7 separate regions of the Mus musculus genome follow, and all the other regions are linked to region 1. Evidence: chromatin contacts called from public ChIA-PET, HiCAR-type, HiChIP or PLAC-seq and promoter capture Hi-C data. All regions are on one chromosome and are shown on one strand. Each heading gives the region's core, a stretch centred on a gene start, on an enhancer-like site or on the middle of the called end of the contact. The rest is flanking DNA. Distances are from core to core; before and after follow the strand shown.

The links. ChIA-PET counts read pairs in DNA pulled down with a chosen protein or histone mark. HiCAR-type assays count read pairs that join an accessible place to other places. HiChIP or PLAC-seq counts read pairs in DNA pulled down with a chosen protein or histone mark. Capture Hi-C pulls out chosen DNA fragments and counts their contacts.
Region 2: a contact with region 1 is called in a FOXA1 HiChIP or PLAC-seq map of pancreatic cancer cells. The contact joins two enhancer-like sites. A contact is called at or near these places in 6 of 484 Hi-C or Micro-C datasets (bone marrow-derived macrophages and embryonic stem cells), 24 of 115 datasets of contacts at active chromatin or transcription factors (the 230-238 cell line, the SCID.adh cell line, bone marrow-derived macrophages and 15 more) and 3 of 9 other capture datasets (adipose tissue, embryonic stem cells and liver).
Region 3: a promoter capture Hi-C map of adipose tissue shows a contact between it and region 1. The contact joins two enhancer-like sites. A contact is called at or near these places in 2 of 15 datasets of contacts at CTCF or cohesin (the NIH/3T3 cell line and embryonic stem cells), 28 of 484 Hi-C or Micro-C datasets (the C2C12 cell line, bone marrow-derived macrophages, brown adipocytes and 16 more), 44 of 115 datasets of contacts at active chromatin or transcription factors (the 230-238 cell line, DN3 thymocytes, the HPC-7 cell line and 32 more) and 2 of 9 other capture datasets (adipose tissue and bone marrow-derived macrophages).
Region 4: a contact with region 1 is called in an H3K27ac HiChIP or PLAC-seq map of microglia, with 6 times the contacts expected there. The contact joins two enhancer-like sites. A contact is called at or near these places in 1 of 15 datasets of contacts at CTCF or cohesin (the NIH/3T3 cell line), 11 of 484 Hi-C or Micro-C datasets (the C2C12 cell line, bone marrow-derived macrophages, brown adipocytes and 6 more), 29 of 115 datasets of contacts at active chromatin or transcription factors (DN3 thymocytes, the HPC-7 cell line, bone marrow-derived macrophages and 24 more) and 3 of 9 other capture datasets (adipose tissue, bone marrow-derived macrophages and embryonic stem cells).
Region 5: a contact with region 1 is called in a HiCAR-type map of astrocytes, with 2.7 times the contacts expected there. The contact joins two enhancer-like sites. A contact is called at or near these places in 2 of 15 datasets of contacts at CTCF or cohesin (the NIH/3T3 cell line and large pre-B cells), 5 of 484 Hi-C or Micro-C datasets (bone marrow-derived macrophages and embryonic stem cells), 18 of 115 datasets of contacts at active chromatin or transcription factors (T-cell acute lymphoblastic leukemia, acute myeloid leukemia, astrocytes and 13 more) and 1 of 9 other capture datasets (embryonic stem cells).
Region 6: an RNA polymerase II ChIA-PET map of memory CD8 T cells shows a contact between it and region 1, with 4 times the contacts expected there. The contact joins the promoter of Lncbate6 here to the enhancer-like site in region 1. A contact is called at or near these places in 8 of 484 Hi-C or Micro-C datasets (CD8 T cells, Sertoli cells, bone marrow-derived macrophages and 5 more), 21 of 115 datasets of contacts at active chromatin or transcription factors (CD8 T cells, T-cell acute lymphoblastic leukemia, bone marrow-derived macrophages and 15 more) and 1 of 9 other capture datasets (liver).
Region 7: an H3K27ac HiChIP or PLAC-seq map of microglia shows a contact between it and region 1, with 4 times the contacts expected there. The contact joins two enhancer-like sites. A contact is called at or near these places in 1 of 484 Hi-C or Micro-C datasets (bone marrow-derived macrophages) and 7 of 115 datasets of contacts at active chromatin or transcription factors (bone marrow-derived macrophages, effector CD8 T cells, embryonic forebrain and 4 more).

The regions. Positions count from the first base shown.
Region 1 is chr13:37,852,600-37,855,862 of GRCm38.p6, reverse strand. It overlaps a transcript of Rreb1 not described here. Among named protein-coding and RNA genes, the nearest start is that of Rreb1, 35 kb to the left of the region's middle. Within about 2 kb of position 1,737, at least 235 of the 459 cell types and tissues checked have an H3K27ac peak or open chromatin away from gene starts, as enhancers often do. A contact at or near this core is called in the 230-238 cell line, the C2C12 cell line, CD8 T cells and 21 more, where this site is marked.
Region 2 is chr13:37,439,331-37,442,593 of GRCm38.p6, reverse strand. No RefSeq gene overlaps it. Among named protein-coding and RNA genes, the nearest start is that of Gm4035, 5.8 kb to the right of the region's middle. Within about 2 kb of position 1,728, at least 104 of the 459 cell types and tissues checked have an H3K27ac peak or open chromatin away from gene starts, as enhancers often do. A contact at or near this core is called in the 230-238 cell line, the SCID.adh cell line, adipose tissue and 2 more, where this site is marked.
Region 3 is chr13:37,455,646-37,458,908 of GRCm38.p6, reverse strand. No RefSeq gene overlaps it. Among named protein-coding and RNA genes, the nearest start is that of Gm4035, 22 kb to the right of the region's middle. Within about 2 kb of position 1,703, at least 104 of the 459 cell types and tissues checked have an H3K27ac peak or open chromatin away from gene starts, as enhancers often do. A contact at or near this core is called in the C2C12 cell line, adipose tissue, astrocytes and 8 more, where this site is marked.
Region 4 is chr13:37,474,758-37,478,020 of GRCm38.p6, reverse strand. It overlaps Gm40914 (a long non-coding RNA gene), which reads left to right. Exons shown (of 2, transcript XR_001780899.2): 2 at 633-936. Among named protein-coding and RNA genes, the nearest start is that of Gm40914, 11 kb to the left of the region's middle. Within about 2 kb of position 1,565, at least 143 of the 459 cell types and tissues checked have an H3K27ac peak or open chromatin away from gene starts, as enhancers often do. A contact at or near this core is called in the HPC-7 cell line, adipose tissue, bone marrow-derived macrophages and 8 more, where this site is marked.
Region 5 is chr13:37,512,501-37,515,763 of GRCm38.p6, reverse strand. The region is part of intron 2 of Gm30863 (a long non-coding RNA gene); the gene reads left to right. Among named protein-coding and RNA genes, the nearest start is that of Gm29590, 5.5 kb to the right of the region's middle. Within about 2 kb of position 1,738, at least 100 of the 459 cell types and tissues checked have an H3K27ac peak or open chromatin away from gene starts, as enhancers often do. A contact at or near this core is called in astrocytes, microglia and trophoblast stem cells, where this site is marked.
Region 6 is chr13:37,538,502-37,541,764 of GRCm38.p6, reverse strand. It overlaps Lncbate6 (a long non-coding RNA gene), which reads right to left and starts at 1,629. Exons shown (of 3, transcript XR_382205.2): 1 at 357-1,629.
Region 7 is chr13:37,559,838-37,563,100 of GRCm38.p6, reverse strand. No RefSeq gene overlaps it. Among named protein-coding and RNA genes, the nearest start is that of Gm47754, 20 kb to the left of the region's middle. Within about 2 kb of position 1,525, at least 92 of the 459 cell types and tissues checked have an H3K27ac peak or open chromatin away from gene starts, as enhancers often do. A contact at or near this core is called in microglia, where this site is marked.

The DNA.
Region 1 (3,263 bases), core at 488-2,987:
GAGTATTAACATATTAAATTCATTCAATGCACCAAAAAGTAGTTCATTACTAAAATTCAAGTGCTCACTATCATGTGAGCCTTTGATTAGACACCATACAGAAACTGAGATTTAAAGTTTAAAAAAAAACAAGAGACAAAAATAAAAACTTTTCATTATCTTTAGAATTGTTTTAGATACCTGTAAGAAATATAAAGCACATCTTGTTACTGAGGCTCACCCTCCAGAAAACAAGGAAGTTGCTTAAGGGGAGGAAAAAAAAAAAAAAAACCATGTTTCATCTAATTATTCCTACCAAGGCATCTTATTAGTCTTCAATATGCCAACATAATCGTTTTTCAAATGTGCCTTAACTGGCTTATGTAATTTCTAGTATTAGTAAACCTTCCTATAGTGACCTAAAATACCCCAGTTCCAGAAAAATTTTCGATAGCAATAATTACTTTTTTGACCTTGGGAGAGTACAGAGCTTTCAGTTGCTGAACCCTTACATAAATGAACCATTTGACTGGCTCAAGTTTTAGGAGAGATTTGACTACTTTTTTTTTTTTAAATCACAAATGAGCTGTGAATTAAAATGAAACACTGTCGTGTGCTCTTCAGACTCTCCAGCCTGAAATGTTTTAAATGTCCAATGAAAGTGCAGGTTCCTCCTTTTCCTGGGTGGGTTTTCCTTCCCACCAATTAAGAAAGAAGCCTCGGTCTAACTGAAGTATTTGGACAGCAGTTTGGTGTCAGTTAAATACCACAGTAACTGGCATTTTCTATCACCTCCAGACTAAGGGACAAATACCCACTCAACAGGGACCAGCACGAAGCTTAAACTGGAAAGAGTGCCAGGTTTTGTGTGTATGCAGTTTTTTTTTTCCTTCCCATGTATTTCTCCTCAAAGATTTGGATCTTCGACATCCTTTCATACAAATGTGCGAATGCCTTCTGACTGACTGGGATGTAAAACGCTAATTAATGAACGCTTTTTCTGAAGCCAGTCGATCAGTTAACATGACCACCCTCCCCGACTGGAGGCACAAGGAAAAGGGGTGGGGTGGGTTGGCTAAACGGTTAGACAGGGTGCCCTCGAAAACGAAAAGGAACCCTGGATGTAATGACTGACATGCCGACAACTTAAAGATACTTTAAAATAGGCCACAGCACTGAGCACCAGGCAGTCACCCTGAGCACAGTGGCTTCAGCTCTGGGCAGAGAGAGGAAGAGGAGGAGTCAGGCCAGGGCCAAGTGACTTCTCCAATCCTCTTCTTCCAGCACTGCAAAGAAAAAGAAAAAGAAAAAAAAAAAAAAGGCACAAGAGGGGGGGGGGCTTCAGAACCACACTTTACAACTGCATCTTCCCACAGTCATTTTTACCACGACGAGGACTACCTGAAGTAATTTGAGCAGCTGACTCCATTGTTGGGCCAGAAAAGCCAGTTTCAATTCCTTAGAAAAAAACCAACCAAACCCTCGGCATTTGGCTTCGTAAGTTTTACTTGCCTATGCATTGGGGCATCTAAACACACGTGCACGCGCACCCTACTCGAGTTACCGTGCAGAACCAAGAGCCAAGCAACTTCTGGACCGCACAGACAGCGGCAGTTACAGCCTTCAGACCCTTCAGCCCGGCTCCTTGGATTCCAACTCCCTACCCAGGTCCTCCCGGCACCCCGGGGGGTGGGGAGGAAGTGTCTAGGCGAGCAGAACATTCTCCTTGTTCCTCCGGCTCCTCCCAGCCCTTCTGGGAAAGCCTGGGGACAGGCAGGACTGCCCACCTCCAGACAGCCTATAAAGCAAAGGGTCAGCTGAGCACAGTTGGGGAAGGAGTCTCAGTACCCAGCCACTCCCATCTCCAGATCCAGGAAAGATGACCCTAAGGGCAGAGCTTCCTCCATCTTCTGCAAGAACATCTCAAAAGAGCAGACTTGGAGGGGAGGGGAGGGGAGGGGAAGGGAGGGGAGGGGAAGGGGGAGGGGAGAGGGGGGAGGGGAGGGGAGGGGAGGGGAGGGGAGGGGAGGGAAGGGGAGGGAAGGGGAGGGGAGGGAAGGGGAGGGAAGGGAGGAAGGGAAGGAAAGGGAAGGGAAGAAGGGAAGGGAAGAAGGGAAGGGAAAGGACCAGGTGTGTGGCGACCTCATCTTTTTAGCCTCCTCAGTATCTGTATCTAGTTTCTGTTTCACTACCACCGCACTGCACTTAAGAATCTGTGAGCCAGTGCATGCCTGCTTTCTAATGTAATTCTGAGGGCAACACACGTTTAGTGACAGACCTGAACAAGCCACATGGTACTACAACAAAGCCATTAGGCTTCAGAACTTAATCCATTTTAAATAAAGATATTTATGCTTTGTTTATAGATTCGTGTCTTTAGAGAATGTTATTTATTTTATGATCTGTTACACCTAAAAAAAAAAAACCACTTTCTTCTCAAGAAAGTAGGCCTGTTCAAGCTTGTGTGTGTGTGTGTGTGTGTGTGTGTGTGTGTGTTTCCATAACCCCTTTCTCCAATAACTTCTCTCTTACAAACAATGTGCCTATTTCTAATCACTGAGACCCAAAGTAAGCTACTGGAGGGGGTGGGGAGAGGAATTCCTAGGTGTTTAAGACTTCAAAACAAACTAAAACCCTAAGATATCAATCACAACCCATTTCTATCTTAAAAAAAAAACAACTGTAATTATACCTACAAAGGCGATGGAGGTCCTGCTGTGGAGATACCCTCCCACTTGAACCTCAGCCAGAACCAAACTTGCTCTGGAATTTCTAAACTAAGTTTGGAGGGTTTCCCCATGAGACCTTCATGAGGTCACTGTGCACCCTAGTGACTAGGCCTCTAGTTGGGCAGAGGAGCCTTCCTCACAGCTGAGTTTACCAGCACAGGTGCACTGTGTAGGCGGTCACAAGTTCTTCAACTGAGGTCTGGCAGACCCTCAGGTCACCTGCTACCTACCTCCTTTACAAGATCCACTTCCCCCAATTATCCCTGCCTGGATTTGACCATTTCTGGACCCGGTACTTTCTCAGGCTCATCTGATAAGTTCTTACTGTCAATTTTACTTTGCTAAGCTGCCACCTAAAGTTCCGAGAACAACATGGAAAGATTATAAAGGCTTGAAATAGAGACACATTAAATGTTTTGGAGCACATACAGACCCGCCTAAAATGTAAACAGCATACCTGCTTCCGGCCCAGACTCTTAGAAAATAGGACATGGTGGAATAGGGCCCATGTAATATAGTCTTCCTACAGATAGCAAAGGACATTTCCCTGAGATG
Region 2 (3,263 bases), core at 479-2,978, 410 kb after region 1:
ATTGGTTTTCTTGATGGAGGTTTGAAGTGTTAATCAGATTTCTGTCACTGAGACAAAATACCTGACAGAAAATACAGCTTTTCTACGGATTTATGTCTTTCTTTTAATTTTTTTTTTTTTGACAAAGTCTCATTAATTGTCCAAGCTGGCCTTGAACTCACTTTGTCGAGGAGCTGGCCTTGCTTGATGTTTGGCTCTTTCTGGCTTACTTCATAAGCAGCTGTGGTTGCTTATGCTGGAGAGTCTGCCTTCCCTGAGATAAGCATCCTCCAAGGAGGAAGGTTTGTTCTGGCTCAGAGGTCGCAATCTGTGGTCATTGGGCTTCATTGTTTTTAAGGCCGTGGGAGGCCGTGATAAGGAGGCCACTGGACTCCTGACAGCCAAGAAGGGGAAGAGGAAGGGAGAGGGAGGGGAGGAGGAGAGAAGATGGGAGCTGAGGAGGAGGTAGAGAAGGAGGGGGAAGGGGAAGAGGTAGAGAAGGAGGGGGAAGGGGAGGAGGAGGGAGAGGAAGGAGAGAAGGAGGAGGAGGAGGGAGAGGAGGAGGAGGAGGAGGAGGAGGGAGAGGAGGAGGAGGGTATGACCAGCGGCAGAGAGGACTCAGCTAGTGGTCCCAGTACCCCACCTATCGAGAGCACATTCTCTAAACCTAACTTTTACTCTACCTACCTTTCAAAAGCTTTAAAATCTTTACAACCTTGCAAAAAGGACTCAAGTTACAAACAAAAACCCTTAACACACCAGACTCCGGGGAGACTTTTAAGATCCAAACTCTAGTGTCTATCTCTTATTGTCTAAGATTTGAGTCTTATCTCAGTCACAGGTTGGGCGTGCAGTCGACTGAGCTGTCTTTACCACCGGAGTCCTGCAGCCTTTGTTACCCCAGGAGAAAAGCCTGAGAGGCCCCATGTGTTCATGCTGGAACAAGGAACCAAAAGGGTCTGGGGACAGCAGCCAAGGGATGAAAGCCCCTTTCCTCACCCCGCAGGCTGGTGATGCTACTGGTACATAGCGAGTGGTTGCTATAAATTCCCAGATGTCTCCAGACTTTCCTCAGTGGCTATGTGACAAGACATTCATGCCTCCGCTTCTGTCACTCCTGCTCCCTGTACCCCCTTCCTGAGTTGAGTCTCTGTCTGCTTTGGGGTAAATTCTAGCTCAGGCAGACCAGGCAGGCCTGAGTCCTGAATCTTTGGGCTCTCTAAATAGTAGAAAGATGTAATGGGATATTGTGGGGGGCACCAAAAAAAGATACAGATGCCCAAAGGGAAAGGATGCTGCTGCCACAGTGGAGAAATAAACCAACGTGGACTAAAAATAGCACCGGGTTGGGGGTGGGGGGAGGAGGAGAGAATGGCCCACTATATTTTTAAACTGTTTTAACAGTGCAGAGAAGTGGCAAAACACCAGTCTCTGAGGAATATGGTTTGCTAAAGGGTGGGGCTGGGAGTTTGCCCACAATTATGCCCTAATGGTATTTTGCACTCCCTCTACATTCCATCCGTCAGTACATGCAAAACGGCCTTTCTCCCACATTCTTCTACAACACACTTGTAAAGGAAGCGAGCGAGCCTGTAGCTCTCATTGCTGGGATGGGAAACCAAGGCAAAATGACTGGTTGATCTGCCAAAGCCATAAGAGAAAGTCTTGCTGAGTTTGGGGTTACGCTTTGGGCTTCCCACTCTCTGTGGCTGTGGCTTTGGCCTGGCCCCGCCTTTTTACTGGATGTGACTCCAGGGCAGACAGTTTGCTAGGTTCCTGGAAGGCCGAGGTTTGCATTTGCACGAGCCTTGTAGTGGACTGGGACATTTCACAAGACAGGAGGAGAAAGCTGCAGCTGGTGTGTCTAAGAAAGGGAGGGGAGAGGAAATCTGAGGGCAAGCTGCACTGGGGTGGGGTGGCTTGTGCCCCTGCCTTCTGTCTTCCCATGACTGGACTTGTCTCTGCCCACGAAGAGCCTGCATCTCCTGCAGTGACAGCATAGGACAGGGCTGAGTCTTGTCCAAATATTGTTCTTCAAAACACCACTGTTCTTGGTCAAATGCAAAAGATAGTGAGGAGAACAATGCTCAACCTGCCCCCAATGTTAAGCTGCGGTTTTCTCTGCATACTGGGGGGGGGGGGGAGAAAGAAGAACTCTCAAGACAATTAGTGCCCACCTGTGAAGTTCTGGGCACCTGACAAAGGCGAGCTCAGCTACAGGCTTCTGCCTCTCAGCAAGGTTCTATTTTACTTTCGGCCTCCAGGCCGATGCTTGGCACTGCACTTTGAGTGTGGGGAAGATGGCTGGACCACAATGCCCTTGGCATGTATCAGTGGCATTTACGTGCTTCGCTTACCCCTTCTGACAGTCCTGAGAGGCACGCTTTACACCCACCCATCCTTTACAGATGAGCCATGAGAGGAGTTTAGCAAGGTAAGGTAAGCTGAGTGTCTCTAGACAGCCCCACCCTAGCCTGTGCGGTTTCCACCTCTGTGGAGAGAAGCCTCGCTGGGCTTCTGAACCCTGGCTGTTTCGTTAGCTTCCTACACAGCTGCCGGTGAGCAAGAGCTATCCTGGAGAGTCCTGGGCATGGTAATCTCAAATCATGGGTTTGTCCCTGGGTTTCCCCACCTTTTTTTGTTACGGGAGACAGGTTTTGTTTGCTTCCTAGAGTTTGTCTTTGGGTAACTGTCAGTGTACTCGGCTGTAACAAAGCAGGCAAGAGAGAAGCAACTGTTGAATGTTTCATTGATGCATCAGTTTATTGATGGCAGGAGGAATTCCTTCACAGCTTGAGGACTCCACACTGCTGCCGGCCTGGGATTCTATGTTGCATAGCTGTAGATGCTGTTGGTCCTCTGGGAACGGTAAAGCTCCAAGAACTGGTGCCACGGGTTTGTTTGTAAGGAAATCCTGAAGACTGACGTGTAGCTCTCCATCTTTGAACTTATAATCCCGCTTGTGGCTTCAGAGTTCTGGGATCACTCCTGTGGATCACATTAACCCAAGACAACACCCACCTTAAAAATCTCCAGGAAGTTCTCACTGGCTGGTAGACAGAACAACAGTGTCTGGAAAGAGACACGAATCACATGATCTCAAAGTGATTCAACAGCGTTAGATTGTGAATAGAAAGGGGGCTTAGGTCTGTCCCGCCCCATTTGTTTACCTACATTTCCTCTTTGTATAGGCATCGTGGTGCAGAATTTAAAAATATTATAATCAAGGTCTCTACATGATTATTTATTTTGTGCATGTGTTATGCATGAGTGTGTGTGGGCAC
Region 3 (3,263 bases), core at 454-2,953, 400 kb after region 1:
CTAAGTGTGGAATTGGTGGCACCTCTTGCCAGGACCCTGGGGCACATCATCTAGGGCGTGTTCCAGCGATGTCTTTCATGGGGGAAGCAGGGTGCTTGCTGTCCTTTTGAATCGTGTTTTCAGCCTGATGACCCGGCCTCTGTATCTGTTGCTCTTAGAAGAGCAAAAGTCGGTGGTGGTGAAATTGGTTGGTGACTTTGGCTTATTGTGTAATCTGAATATTAAAGTTTATTTTCAAGGCTTTAAAAAAAAAACATTTTGCCAGCTTTAGAGGTAAATATAGTAACCATCATTCAGTGTCAAAACTAAACCAATTTTTAAACATTTGAATCTAAATTATAGAATGAAGAAATTATTTCAACTGTTGTTTTTGTTTGTTTGTTTGTTTTATTTTTTTGGTCTTTGTTTTTTTTAGGCACAGAAGTGATAATTTAAAGCCACAGATCACTTGGCACGTTGCTCGTTGACCTTAGGGTTATTATTTATGGTTATATTTACATCTGCTTTAAAGGGGTATTCCTCTGTATCTTACTTTTAATTTTCACCTATTCTTAGAGAAAAGGTCTCACTATACAGGTGGCCTGGGCTGGCTCTAGGGACCAGGCTGGTTTTGAACTTTTAGTGTTCTGTAGTCTCTGCTTCCCTGGTGTGAGATCATAGGTGTAGTTCACTAAGCCCAGCCTCTGTATTATTTCTATGTATTCATTTTATATTACTTTTAAAGAAGAGCTAAACACTTTCCTTTCCAAAGCATTTTGAATCTAAATATTAATTTAATTATCATTTTTTAGTTCAATAGCATATTAGCAAACATGAAACAAAGACTCCTTAGGCAGAGAGAGGATCAGTGTCCTCCCTCCTCTGAATGCGAGGACACAACAGGCAAGCACTCTGCCATTCTCACTTGGCATGCTCCTTATTGGAGGGGCAGAGGGAAAGCCACTTCACCCTGTGATGGGCACCATCCTCACTGCCTCACATAAGGTCCCTCTGGATGCGTTCTCATAACGGAGGATTCCAAGGAGCATCCTGGGGCCAACAGAACAGACTGTCTATCCTGAGGGAGGGAGGAATGTCAGTTGAGAGTGTTGCTGCTGTTCATGGGCCACTCCTGATGCTCTCCCCTTCTCTGTAGTTGTAGCGAGCTCAAGCACCAAAACAAACGATCCAGGGATGACCCATGCTTTCATGGTGTGCTGCACACCCGGGAAGGGTTTTCTTTGTTTGTTTTAGGAAAGATTGGCTCTCTGTTCTCCACTGATTTGTGATCTGTGCTCCCCCTGTCTTTGAGTTCTGGGAGAGACATTTTGGATCACAGGATGGAGACGGTGGAAAAAGAACAGGCCGGAGCATCGGGAATAGGCCTAGAACTCTAGGGACAACATTCTTCATGCTCTCTTAAGAGCTTAGAGGTTTGGAACTGGTGGCAACTGGTAGTTTTCAGTGTTTGGTAAACAGCCAGCATCCGGAGCCCTGGGAACAGCCTCGCTTAGCTCTTTGTTTAAGTTTTGGGATAGAGGCTCTGAGTAGTTGGTGCAGGGGAGAGAAATTAGCAACCACTGCTCGTTCACAGCTGGGCAGCCAAGTGGACAGCCCTGAAAGACCCAAGCTGACAGGAGAGAAAGAGGCCCCTACCAGTCTTGGACCAACAGCTCTTAGAGAAGGACACTCCCTCACCCCAACCCCCAACTGCTCTGCATCTGCCTGGCCTCTGGCCAAAGATCTGTGCACACTGCAGCGTTGGTATGCTTTGGGTGAGGCTCGTGGTCATAGCAACAGGAATGGGAGAGACCCAGTTCCTGGGAGTAAGAACTGTGGCCAAGATACAGATTGGGCAGGCTAGGGGTAGGGAGGGGAAGTCAAGGTTAGTTTTGCCTGAAGAATGGAGCCCTTTACTGTTGTGGACAGAGCCACTTCAGCCAGGGGCTACTAATGGCTGTTCTCAAGTCTCTCCTTTCTCCAAGTAGGTGTGGCTCAGGCTGAGTTTGTTAAACTCTGGTGAACGTTTTCAACCCACTGACCTGCTGATTTTTAGAGAGAATTAAGCACTGACCTACTTGCTGGTGGCACACAATCACATTTAAATATGCATGCACCTATTTTTTCCACAAAGGAGTTTTTGTTTTTGTTTTGTTTTGTTTTTAGGAAAAAGAGATGTTCTGTGCACATGTGGCCTGTGATCAGAACCGAGGGCTCACACTGGAGGAGCTGAGTTCTAATCCCAGCATCGACTCTTCCCCTCTCCCCGAGGGACTTCTCTGTGCCCTATTTTCTTTATCTATGAAATGAAATGATGAGGTAAAAAGCGAGAGGACCGGCTCCAGCTCTGAGCTTCTATGTCTATAGACCATGGGATAAAGGATAAGGGCCGTTTCTATTGTTGAGTCTTCTGTGTTTCTGGCTCATATTTCTTTGAAGCCAGCAGGTATAGCTAACGATTAGAAAAGTCAACAGACTTCCTTTTCAACTTTTGATCTCTTTAAATTCTTTATTTCTTTTAGAGCCGTTTCGAGCTCACACACAGTTGAAAAGGGGCACGCACAGAGATTTTCCACACAACCCTCAGGCACCCCCCCATTATTGCCATCCTAACAGGAGTGGTTGATTTGTCACAACTGATAAATACATCGACAGACTGTGATCACACAAAGGCCATAGTGTACAGCAGGGCTCTGTCTTGGTGTTGTTCCGTTTATGGGTTCACAGAGAGTGAATTAAGCTACGAGTCTACCAGGGCTTAGGGGATAAGAATACTTGCAAGGTAAGCATGAGGCTCTGAGTTCAAATCCCCACCACCTACATAAAAAGCTGGGTGTAGTCACACGCTCTCCTAGAGCCCCAGTGTGGTGAGGTAGCAAAGACAGGACTTCTGGGGCTTGCTGGACACCAGCCAAGCTCCAGGTACAGAGAGACTTGACTCAAAGGAATGAGGCAGAGAATGATAGACAGCTGGGTACTCAACAGGATCCCCTGGCCTCTGCATGTAAGTGGGAACATGCAGTAACACACAGACATGCACACACAACACACACACTCACACAGCATAAAAACTTAAAAGAAAAAAAAAGATACCCATCCCCTTTAAGCTGCAGTCGCCCCTCCCCCCGCTTCCCCTAAGCCTCTGGCAATAGTGGATCTTTCCTGTCTCCTTGGTTTTGCCTTTCTCAGAACATCATGTGGCTGGAGTCACACACAGTGTGTGGCCTTCACGGACTGGCTCCAGATAAGTTTCTAGTTTATTGTTACTGTTTGCTTGTGGTGAT
Region 4 (3,263 bases), core at 316-2,815, 380 kb after region 1:
GCTTAAAAAAGAAAATCTGGCTCGGAGGTGGGGTGGGGCTTGCAGGAGGGAGGGAGGAGAGCTGCTCTCGGTGGGTGGGGCTAGCGGGAGGGAGCGAGGGAGGGGCGCTGCTCTCGGTGGGTAGGGCTTGCGGGAGGGAGGAAGGGAGGGGGTGCTGCTCTTGCTCAGGAGCAGAAGTGCCCATGGAGACAAGAATCAGAGCTGCTCTCAAACTTTGGGCACCGAGTATAGGCAGAAGTGAACTGACTGTTGTCTGTACTTATAGATGAGTCTATCCTCCAGCCTCGTGGACTGCCTTGTCTACCTTTGTTCCCCTTAGGTTGATAACACTTTCTCAGGCTTTTAAAGTGTGATATGCGTTCAGAAAAAATGCAGGAATCCTATCCACAGAGTTTGCTAAAGGTTTGCAAAAGCTCACTGCAAACAGCGCGAGGTTATTCTCATCAGGAGCCTACCTCACACCTATCCTTACGCCCTCACCACAGCCCAGTGCCTCTGGCCTGAGATCCAGCTAACACATATTAGGCAAATGCCCTACCACTAAGTTAACACCACCAGCTTGGGGGTGGGGGTGGGGGTGGGGGTGGGGATTCAATCCAGCTACCTAACCTTTTTTGTCTTCTTACTTCCAGAAGAGGCTCTGTACCCACAAACTCCATCTCCCGATCTCAGCTCCAGGCAGCCACCATTCTATTTCCTGTCTCCATGAGTGTGCCTACTCCAGGGGCCCCACTTTACTGCAGTCAGAGGATGGAACTCAGGCCACCAGGCTTGGTGACAAGCATCTCTGTCCCCTGAATCATTTTCACCTTTGGAGACCCCACCTTCGGCTTCCCAGCATCTGTCTTTCCTTGTTCTTCAGAGTTGTGGGACCGTTCAGTTCATACCCTAGTGTTTGCCTTTCTGACTTCAGCAACAACTTCCACTTCAAACTGAGTTTGTGAAATTCGGTTTTTCTTGGTGTATGGGTGTAGCATCCTCCTCTCTCTCTCTCTCTCTCTCTCTCTCTGTGTGTGTGTGTGTGTGTGTGTGTGTGTGTGTGTGTGTGTGTGTGTGTGTGATAATGCTAGAGATAATTCCCAGGGCCTTGTACAAGCTGGGCAAGTACTCCTTGTGGTGGGGCCTAGTCAGACAGCAAGCACCCTTCTCAGTTTGAAAATCAGCTCAGTACCTTAATAATAGAGTACTTTGATCTGTTCAGTTATCCAGCTGATAAGCACCTGGACTGATAAGATAATGCATTTCCACACCTCTGAACTCACTTCTGGGAACCCTCCATTCACAACAATCCACCAAGACCGTAAAAATACAATCGGAATCCCCCTTACCACAACCCCTGAGTCCCCTGTGGGTTACATTGAATCCTTTTTTAAAAAAAAAAATTATAATTTCAGATTCCGGAGAAAGAAAAATAACATACAAACCAGGTGATCTTGTTTAGTTCAGTCCTAGCTTTCATTCTCAACAGATCTTTTTGAAATGTTCCAGTGAGTTCCAGCTACTGCTCGGACAGCCTGTCCTAATGTGGTCTGGGGCGGAAACCGACTGCAGGATGGCCAGCCAGCCAGCACTTCCTCAGAGGAAAGAGATTATGAACAGAGGAGCAGCTGGTGGTCTCCCTGGCCCTCCCTAGGGCCACTAGCCCATGCCGATCAGGCAGGGCAACTGTCCTTCCTGCTCTCTGGAATGTTGGGATTAAACGTGTGCAACGGGAGAATGACCGGCACATAGTGTGTGCCCGAGGAACCCGAGTTCTCGGTTTGAATTTTTATTCTCAGTCTGGTACCTCAGAGCCTTGGTTTCTCCACTGGTGGAAATAACTTACTTGGAATCTACAGAAAAACAGTTTAAAAATGGTCAATGTAGTTTCCAAGGGGGTTGGAGATTCTGATTGCTTCAAAGTTCTTTTTTTAGCAGATGGTTGTGGATGTTGTATTCATTAGAGAATCGAGTGCAAGAGATGTGGAAATGTGTTATCTTAAACAGCAGTCAGGTCTATGGCGAAGGCTTGAAACCACAGCTGCTCCGGAGGCTGAGGTGGGCTGAATGAGTGTCTGCCTGGGCTGCAGAGTTTTAAGTTGTTCTACTCTCTGGGTCTTTTCTGCACAAATCCAAACTCTGTGGGTTTTGTTCTGAACACTTTAAGTCATTTAGAAGATGATGAGCTTTGGCTCAAGGATGGTACATGCCCCTATGTGTGTGTGTGTGTGTGTGTGTGTGTTTGTGCATGTGTGCATGTATGTGTGCGTGTATGTGAGTGTTTAAAGAGAGGCAATTGGTGTTAGTGCTTCTGTTTTAGTGGAGGGAACAAACTGCCCAACAGAGGCCAGTAGAAGTGCTTGCCTGTGGCTGGGTGAGAGTAGGTTGGTGTTAACCCAGCTTCGAATCACTGGGACAAATACCTGAGATAAATCCTTCTAAGTAGAGGAGAGTTCTTTGGGGCTCTAAACCGCTTCCAGAGGTTTCAGTTCAGATGCTGCCCCATTGCTTTGGGTCTATAATGAGGTAGTATTTCCTGGCAGGGAGCAAGGTGGAGTAATTGACTCAGCTGATGGAGTCCATGGCAGAGAGAGGTTGAGAAGGGAAGATGAAGGAAACGAAGGAAGTGAGACAGGGTACCAGTATCTTCCCCAGGAGTGTGTGCCCATGACCATAATCCATTCACCTGACCCCACCTCCTAACAGCCTACCACCTCCCAGTATGTCTACAAGTTGACAAATCAGCCTTCAGTGCATGGTTCTGGGAGATACCTACTCACATTATAGCAGATGGGACATCCAGAGGGGGAGTGGGGTGTGTGTGTGTGTGTCTGTGTGTCTGTGTGTCTGTGTGTGTGTCTGTGTGTGGATCTGAGTCCCATGCTGTAACTTCCAAGTAGTCAGGACATGGAAGGTAGTGTCTGCTGAGAGCTTCGTGTGAGAAATACAGACTTCTCCCATACAGCTGCAGTCCAAGACCATGACACATCAGATGATAAGCCCTTGGATAAGCCCTTGGATAAGTGCTTCCTTTGCTTTGTGCTATTGGGACCTTCCGATCAACTTTGGATCTGGGGAGAATCAAGACAGTAGCAAAGCAGGCAGAGAAGGAATACCTTTTCTTGTCATTGCTGTCAACTATAGTCTAGGCTGGACTTGAACTAGCAGTAATCCTCCAGCCTCAGCCTCCTGAATACTGGGTTTCCCAGCTTGAGCCACCATGTCTGGATAAGACTGTATTTGATTTGTTTTGGTTCTCTATCTCTCTCTGTCCTGTCTCTCTG
Region 5 (3,263 bases), core at 489-2,988, 340 kb after region 1:
TATACTATTAATGAAAAAGTAGGAGCAGTCCCTCAGAAAAATGCAGCGCCAAACACTTTTAATCAACTTTTGTGTGGTGTTTGCAAAGATCTGAGGAAAGATTAGTGATGCGGTCTATCTTCGACAGGTTTCTGATTTGCATATATGCAAATCATGCCCGTCCATTTTGTTCCCAGCCAATGCGATGATGCAAGAGTTTGGAATACTCCAAAAGGTGATCTGTGTTTTCCTTGCTTGGAACAAAGATCTCTTGTGTTCCTGACATTTTACGGTTATAAAGAAGAAAGACTAGAGTCCAAAGTTGACTAGCCTTGGCATACGTATCTCCCTAATATTATAAAGAATGCATACAAAGATATATTCATTTTCCTTATGTGTTATATGTAACTCGTGGTGTTAAATTCATAAGTTTGGCCTAAATCTGATTCCATTCTTAAATGTTAAAATTTGGCCCAAGACGGTCTCCATATATGGTGAACTGAAATCTAGGTTGATATGAAAGCAAGCCGTAACCTAAGAGCGTTTTCTGATAACCAAGTAATGCAGTGGAGCCAATCAGAGGCTACGCACTGCCAAACTCAACCGCGTGGGTCCATGCTGACTCTAACTAAGCAAGCTGTTTCTGTAGGTCACTTCCTTTTCTCTGGCTATGAACGCAGTCTGTGCAAACTGTTGAAGACATTCTGAATTGGCTTCCCACTAGAGAGCTGCCTGGATCTAGAACCTTCTTTCTGGCCAAATTAACTGTTGAAATGAACTCAACTCAGATTTTCTCTTATCACTTGTCTCTGAAAATCATATTTAGTTGGTCCTCTTAATCTGCTAAGTCTGGTCAGCTAAGCAAGTTAGTGCTAAAACTTCTCCGCTGTGTGGGCATCCTGAGACCTTCTCCCCAGGGTGTTCTAAACAGAGACTTGGTTAAGGTCAAGGTTGGACCTTGACACCATTTGTGGTTCCAGTGACTTGGTGCCTCTGTCTCTACGAAAAAGATGAACGGAACAGCATTTGTAGCCTCTGGTTTTCAGTTAACGCGTAGTTGCCAGAGAGTTCACTCACAGATGCTTTTAGGCCATTAAGCCAAAGGGCAGAAGGAGAAGGAAAGAGAGAGTAATCTGGGGAATGCAAGGGTGAGGCTTTCTTGCTCCCACTAGCTGGAATGGTCTTTCTGCAGGGAAGAAATGCGGCAGTGGATCGTGACTCTTCAGGCCCAGCACGATGCTTGGACTGGTAGAACGCTTTTCCCGCGTGTTTCCTCCGGGGTATTTGGGCTTTTGTTTTCTGCTGTGCTTTGCACAGAAGCTGGAAATCTGCCTCCCCCAAAGCGGACTTCCTCCCCCTTTATAAACTGACCCCTGGTGGTTGCTATAGCAACCACAAAGAGCGACTGCTGAGCTGCATAAACAAGTCCAATACTCAGTGCTGGGGCAAAGCAAGCCCTCAGAGAAGAGTGAGTGCGGAGGATGAATATGATGTGGCGGAGAAGCGGCTCCTAGGAAGATCTGTAAAGCACCCGCCCAGCCCTTACTTTCTCTTCTCCTCCCATCTCTTGTATCCCATCAGCCCCGGGCGAAGACAGAGGATCTAGGAGGGTAGCATGCAGGGGCCTGCCTTTGATGCTGGGGAAAGGAACGCCAGATGACTGAAAATGAAATTTAAACATTTGCTCGGAGCTCAAGGCTAGAAATATGCCAACCTGACCTGGAAAAACAAATAATCCGAGCGGCTGCCACACCTGCTGCAGGCCGAGACACCCTGCCTGATGTCGGAAAGCTAGGCCGCTCTGCTCAGCCCTCAGCTATGCTTGATTTCATAAATTATGCTAAACTGAGACAAAGGCTGGAGATTTCTGAGATCCGTGCTACTTGAAATATGACTGCTGCGTTTTTTGGAAGGAAGAATGGGTAGAAAAAGCCCACCCTAAGATATGAGGTCCCGGGAATTTGTAACACACACACACACACACACACACACACACACACACAGAGTTATCTCCAGGAACTTGGCTCCTGGTTGCAGGAAACTTTCTGAATACAATCACAGAGACCCAAAGATCAGTGATACATTGTCTCTCCCCTCTCCTCCCCTCCCTTCCTCTCCCCTCTCCCCTCCCCCTCCCCTCCCTTCCCCTCCCCTCCCCTCCCCTCTCCTCTCCTCCCCTCCCTTCCTCCCCTCTCCTCTTTCCCCTCTCCCCTCCCCTCCCCTCTCCCCTCCCCTCCCCTCTCCCCTCCCCTCCCCTCTTCCCTCCCCTCTCCTCTCTCCCTCTCCTCTCCTTTCTCCCTCCCCTCTCCCTCTCCTCTCACCCTCTCCTCCCTCTCCTCCCTCCTCTCCCCTTTCCCCTCCCTCTCTCCCTCTCCCTCTCCCCTCCCCCTCCCCTCCCTCTCCCTTCCTCTTCCTCCCTCTCCCTCCCCTCCCTCTCCTGTCCCTCTCCTCTTCCTCTCCTCTCCCTCTTCCCTCCCCTCCCCTCCCCTCCCCTCCCCTCCTTCCCTAGTTAACTCATTCCACCCTCATTTAGCTTTTTTTTCTTTAAGTGTTTGTGAGGCTCCTAAAAGTGAAAGTCAGCTAGAGATTCTGCAGAAACCTTGTGTTTCTTTTGTCCTTGACTGGCCAAGACAGATTCTCGGATCATTTCAGAAAGCCAAGGTTGCCTCATTCACTCTGATAGGGAATCTAGCCTAATGAACTGCATTTACAGTCAGGGCACTCATTTTTAAATTTACTTAGCTATTAAACAACAACAAAAAACATATGAAGACACTCTGAGGGTCATTATTCCAAAATAATGATTAACAGTGTAACAACTGTTTGTTTTGTGGCTGAAGGAAGTGCCAGGGCAGGCCCACACCAAAGCGTTCCCTCTGAGAAATCAAGTCATGAGACCGACCTAATATAAAGAAGGTTTATCATCAAGAAGGGAAGCAGGGTGCAGAGGGGGAGGGGAGAGGGCAAATATTTTATTATTCCATTTGTGTTAGATATTAGAGTACTCAGATTCAGAGACAGACAGCCGAAAGGCAGTTGGCAAGGGTAAGAAGGGAGGGTGAAAGGTTGGGCTGGAGGTATAGAGCTCAGTTGGTAGATGCTCACTTAGTATGAATGAGGCCGTGGATTCAATCCCCAGTACCGTGTGAATGGTGCGTTCTAGTGTGTTTGGTGTAGAGGAGCCGGGAGTTCAAGGTAATTCTCAGCTCCATAGTGAGTTTGAGGTCAGCCTAGGCTGAGAAAGACCCTGTCTCAGTATTTAAAATAATGACAAAAAAGGGGTG
Region 6 (3,263 bases), core at 380-2,879, 310 kb after region 1:
ACTCATTGGAAAAGGACCTACTGTGGCCAGATGTCCCTCCCCCCGGGGCAGTGGGTGTCATTCTCTTTCTCTCTGGCTTTCTGTCTGTCTGTCTGTCTCTGTGTATCTGTATTTCTCTCTCTCTCTCTCTCTCTCTCTCTCTCTCTCTCTCTCTCTCTCATGTGTGTGTGTGGTGTATGTTCACACATATTTTTAGAGAGACTTTTTTACTGTGTAAAAAAAGTAGGCTGGTCCTAAACTCTGAACGCTGGACACCTCCTCCTCCTCCTCCTCCTCCTCCTCCTCCTCCTCCTCCTCCTCCTCCTCCTCCTCTTCTAGTCTCGGGATACCAAGGAGCTAGAATGGCAAGCACTTACCACTGTCTGTGCCTGGTGTGCCTCATTTTCGGAAGTCTCCAGCAGTCTGGCTGTAGAGGTTGCAGTGGGATCAGGCTTCTTTCCAGTTCCCTCTCTGACCCTTCCCCATTTCTTCCACAGAGCCTGGGGCTCTGGGCTCCTCTTCCTCCTCCCACAGTCTGTCTCCTGTGGTGTTAAATTTCACCCACACTGGGGTCTTTGTTAAACTGACCTTCATTGTATTTCCTCGTAGCTTTGCCTGACCACAGATGCTGGCCAGAGGCAGGAAACAGAGCTGTCCTTCAGAATGGACCCCAGTGGCATCCATGTCCCATGCTGTGATCATTGTACTGAGGTGTGGCTGCAGAGAGCATCCCTGGCTGGCCACCGGTGGGCACTCATATATTCAGATCTACTTCTCTGTGTGCAAGCACAGGTGTGTGTCCCTCTGCATATGTGTTAGTGCCTGGGGAGCTGAGAGTGACACTGAGCATCTTCTTCAACTACTTTCCTCATTAAAACACACACACACACACACACACACACATACACACACACACACTTATTGTTATATATATGGGTGTTTTGCATGCTCGAGTGTCTTTGCATCACATACATTCCTGATGACCCTGAAGGCCAGGAGAGGACATTGGATCTCCAAGAACTAGAATTACAGATGGTTGTGAGCATCCATGTTGGATGCTGGGACTTGGACCCAGGTCCTCTGGATGAGCAGCTGATGCTCAAAACCTTCAGCTCCATCCTCCTTACTTTTTAGAGAGAGGGCCTCTCAGTGAATCTGGAGCTCCATTTTTGACAGACCTTGGGAACAAGCCCCAATGATCCCGCTGCCTCTTCATCCCCAGTCCTGGGATCACAGGCGCAGCACTGCACTTAGCTCTTATGGGGGTGCAGGGGATCGTGCAAGCACTTTACATACTGAGCTGTTTCCCCAGGTCCCTCAAGTCTGCTTTTCTTAAATGAAAAACCAAACAAAACTCGTTGCGCAGTGAGAGATACGAACACTGAGTGGTGTTGAAGGTGAAGGCCAGTCCTGCCCCAGTTGACTTGGTACCCTTGTTACATGCTCTCATTGGCTAACTGAGTTAGGTGGCTGCTATTTCTCCAAGGACTCTAATTTTCAGTGTTCTGTTACCTGCAGTTACAAATACGCTCATATCAGACAATGCAGTTATAAAGCAAGACAGCAAACGCAAAGGATTACTGTGGTTTATTTTTTGTGTCTTTTGAGATGTGATCTTGCTCTGTAGCCTTGAGGAGCCTAGAGCTCACTATGTAAACCAGGCTGGCCTCAAACTCAGAGAGATTTACCGTCTCTGCCTCCCAAGTGCTAAGTTTAAAGGCATGTACCACCATGCCTGGCTTCTGATTCATTTTAATATTTAAAATTTATTATTATTATTATTATTTTTACAGTGTTAAGGGTTCAGCCTAGGGTCCCGAAGGTGGTAGGCATGTACTTTCCTGGGCTACATCTCCTATTCCTACTTGTTTTTTCTTTTTTAATTTTATTTACTTTATTTGGCTTTGTTTGTTTATGCACAAAAAATGGTTTGCCAGCATGTATGCATGTGTATCATGGGCATACGTGGTACCTGTGGAAGTCAGAAGAGGGCGTCAGATCCCCTGGAACTGGAGTTACAGATGGTTGTGAGTAGCCATGTGGGTGCTAGGACTTGAACCCAGGTCCTCTGCAAGAACAGTAAGCACAACTAACTGCTGAGCCATCTTTCTAGCTCTCTACTCTGAGTTTTTTCTTAAATGCAAAATTTATCTTCAGAAGTGACTAGGAAACTTTTAGAAATAGATCCACAATTTTTCCTTTGGATATAATAGATTCTGAACTGATCCAGCATATACACACTATTTATGTTTCAGAATTAGACCCTTTGAGCCCCCCTGGAAAGTGCATATCCTTTATTGGGAAGGGGGGCAAAGAGTCTCTACTGGTGTAGTAGCAGTGGTGTGTGTGTGTGCGTGTGCGTGTGCTTGTGTGTGTGTGTGTGTGTGTGTGTGTGTGTATGTGTATGTGTGTGTGTGTGTGTGTGTGCACCAGCTCGTGTGAGAAGCAGGAATAGAGGGAGAATTCATCTGGATCATGTGCAAGGAACATAGGATTATGATATTATTTCTGCCTAATGAGGAACCTGCAATGCTAACAGAACAATATTATAGTGTAAAATAGGCCTGCCAGAGAAAGAGGGTGATGGGGACACCTGTCAGTCAGTTAACGCGGGCTGAAAGGGCTTATGGGAAACTATTCCGGAGGAGCTGGCATCTGGCCTGTAGATTGGCTAGTCTTATGGTGGTGACAAAGTGCCCCATGTAAAGAACTTGAGGGAAGATTTGCTGATGCTCACAGCTTCGGAGGCGTCAGTCTGTGGCTGCTTGGCTCCATTCTCTTGACAGAGCATCGTGAAGGTGGGAGGGCGGGATGAAAAAGCTTCTTCATGGCAGAAGCTGAGAGATGGGTACAGGAAGGACCAGGTCAAGATACAACACCACAGAGTCACCCACGGCGACCTAATACTCCGGCTGGTAGCAGCCTCTTACTTTTTGTAGCATCTCCAAGCCATGCTTCCAAATTATAAATCCATCAAGGGGTTGGTTAATCCACTGATTAGCTCAGAGCCCTTAGGATCCAGTCACTTGTCCTCATCCGCCTAGTCAGTGAAGGGACACTTCACACTCCATAACAGCATGCACTTGCCCTTTTGGATGGTTGAATGTCTATGAGAGGACACAATAGAGGGCCTGGGTAGAGGGGACAGCAGCTGCCATGACGGGCCATAGGTCCCTATCCCACTGCCCCTTTCTCTTTGCTTTGGACTCCAAGTCCAGGTCTGTCATGCTCACCTCTTCACAGATGAGTAAGGCTCTCAATGCTCCTGAGCTAGGCTGCAGTCC
Region 7 (3,263 bases), core at 276-2,775, 290 kb after region 1:
GTGACAGGTTATGCAAGGGCTGGTGACTACCTGATGGACGAAAGACTCTGTGTGTGTGTGTGTGTGTGTGTGTGTGTGTGTGTGTGTGTGAGTGAGGGGGGTGTTTGAACAGTCCAGGAGAGGGTACTTTGCAGGCAAGGTGCAAGTGCTGTGAGTTACAACATAAAGGGGCCTTGTTACACCATGGTGGTGGAGGCAGAAATCAGTGTAAGCTACTTGTCCCTGGAGTTCTGCCAAAAGGCTTCATTTCCTGACCTCTAAACCCTTTGAAGTCCGAATGCCCCGCCCCCCATCACAGTTATAAACAGCGAGGCTCCAGGGCCAGGGCCTTCCCAGCCACACCTGCTAGTATACAGATCTGTGTCCCCAGGAGGCAGCTTCCTGTACCTTGTACTGCCCAGCAGCTGCTTTGGGGGTCTAGCGTCAGGAGCGGTTAGCACATGTGTGTTACAGGAGTCCACAGTTATTCAGGGTGGAAGCTAAAATCTGGGGGGACATGGGGAAGATAGGATGCCCCAAAGTTGCATCCTGTTGCCATCTTTCTCTCTGTCTCTGGAACACTTACTGAAGGTTGGATTCATTGGCTTTCTCAACGCACACCTGCCTCGGTGATCTGAGTTATTCTGGGATATGGAGTAACTTCAGGGGCCCTCTGCTTTGTCTCAACAGTTAACAGATCCCAGCTCTTCTTCAGTGTCAACAAGGTTTCCCATGTGCGCCAAGGGTAGCAATGTCCCTGCCTTATCAGCCTAGCAACGAGAAGGCCAGTTTCCAGGAAAGCGGCCACCTGATCCAGCCTGGTGAAACCCATTCGCAGCCCAGCCACTGCTCTGTCCTTCACATCCCAGCACTCAACAGCAGAGCCACATGACAGCGTTTTCAGTTGGCTAGCCCTCCTTCTCCCCGGCAGCCGGGCTGTGGTTTGTGAATGGTAGAAATGCCTTGAGCCTTTGAATATCCCTCTAACCCTACATTGGTTAAGGACAGCAAAGCAGCAGCTTGTGGGGCCTGGGCTAGCTGGGTGGGCCCAGAAATGTCCCTCCCTCCCTGCTAAGCTCCCTGTCTTGTGAACCCAGTAGGAAACAAAGGCTGTGATGCTGACAGGCTGTTGTTAGGTACTTCCCACCCTGGCTGTGGCCTTTGATTAAACAGGGGTGATGGTGATGTTTGGGGTATACTTTGGAGAGCCTTGAATAATCTAGTTGTCGTTTGATTTGAAGAGTCTCTTTTTATAACTATATATGCCTTCCCTCTAGAGAACCAATAAATAATGTGGCCATTCTGGCAGGGCTGTCTTTCCATAGCTGCCCTGGGGAGTCTCTGGCCCCCCACCAGTGGCTTCTCCTGTTTCAATTTCCATGTCCTCTGGCTTCTGTAACCCAAGGAGCCCCTGAGCTTGGGAACAGCTGACAGCCAGACAGCTCCTAGTGGCGGTACCTGGAGAAGGAAGGGGTGGATGGGCACTGGCTTGCCAGCTTGCTCTGGGGCACCCTGTCCCTAGCTACTATGAGTCATTTGAAAGGTGAGCAAGAATGTGCCCTGGGTGAGCATAGGGGAGGGGGTATCTTCGGTGCCAAACCCAGGGAACAGAGCAGGGCCCTGTGGGCAAGGATGGGGTGGATATGAGCCCTGTTCAGAGGAGAATCACAGACAGCCCTGTTGTCTCTACAGATCATTACCTCAGAAGGAAGCTGGCCTTGTCTCCAGTGGGCATCACCCTAAAATCAGAGGCCATTGAAATGCATTTGGAAGATACTGCTTTGCATAAAGGGGCACTGTACTGGTTCAGAGGGCACCGTGTTGAGATCGGGGTGTCTCGTTTCATGGCAGGCAGTGTGTGTTGTGTTGCCTGCCGGGTGTCTCATTGCATGCAGTAGGTGCAGGAGGCATTGCATACTGTGTTTAGGCAGACACATGGCTAGACTGCTTACACAGTTATTACAGAGATTTTGTGGAACCTCTTGAGTTACCTACTAAGCCCAAACTTTCTATTTTTCCAGACGAGGAACCTAAAGCCAGAGGAGAAGCAGAAGTGGAGCTTGAGACTGTCTTCTTCCATATTCTCAGGGTGTGCAGCTTCACACCCCTGCAGCTCCACACTGTCCCTGGAGTGGGGGATGGGCAGGGCGAGCATGTGCTGGGACAGGGCATGAGGGTGATGAGGAGCCTTAAAGTCCAGGAACTTTGCCTCTCCAGCTCAGTCTTGGTTCCCCCCACCCTCTTGCCCTATCTACCATGCACTCATACATCTCCCTGGTCCCTTCCAACACTATTGGCTTTTCCTTCGGGGCCAGTGTAAAACCTTCACTGACTTTTACCAGGGCAGGAGAGGGGGTGCGGGGGAGGGGGAGGCTGGGGTGGGAGAGGGGGAAGGAGAGATGCTAGTTTCAGTTAGTGACTGGAAAGAACGCCACAGCCATGCCCCTGCATCCAGCTGTTGTTTTATTACTGTGTGCTTGGATAGAAGGAGCCAACCATGTCACCAGGGAGTGCCTGGCGGTGCTGACGCTCCTGGCAGAGTGAGGCCGTAGCCAAGAAGTCGTCAGGCTCTGATTTATCCCATTGCCAAGTGCTGGATGGAAAGTTCTGAGAACAGTGCTGGTAGAAAGGACAACAGGCACGAAAGCAGAGCCCTGGCTCTGAGGGGCGTCTTCCCTCAGAGCTCCGGAATGGCATGCATCTGTTTATCTCCTGCCTTGCCAGCCCACCAAAGCTACCCACCCTTGCCCCCCCCCCATGGCCTCAGCATGCCATGGCATTTAATAGATGTTAAAAAATAGTAACATCGGAGCCTGTGACTCTGATGCTACTGTCACAAAGGTTTCTTATTGGTGAGGCCTGATTGGCTGAGCCAGAGACTTTAGAGAGAGACCAAGCCAGGTGTGGGTTAGCCCTGTACTCTCTGCCCCCCCCCGCCCCCAGATGCTGAGGTCATAGTGAAAGGGATAAGGCTGGGGTGTTTGGACACACGTGTCTAGGGTACTTGCCCTTTTTCAAAACAGGAGAATGGTTCTGGATGCCCCATTTTCTTATCTTGTGAGCAGGGAAGGCTCTCTCGGTCTAGGCCGTAGATAGGTCTGTCCTCTGGGGGGAGAGGGTAGAGGCTTTAGGGCACATGGTTGGGGGCAGTGGGTAGGGTTCTGTCATCCTCTCTTCTTTGCAGGATGAGTTCTACGATTGTTCAGCTGAGACTTCCCAGACTGGTGGTTAGTGTGGAGGGACTGGGGCTTTCCTGCCTGTCTGCGCTGTGGCCTTTTTTCTCT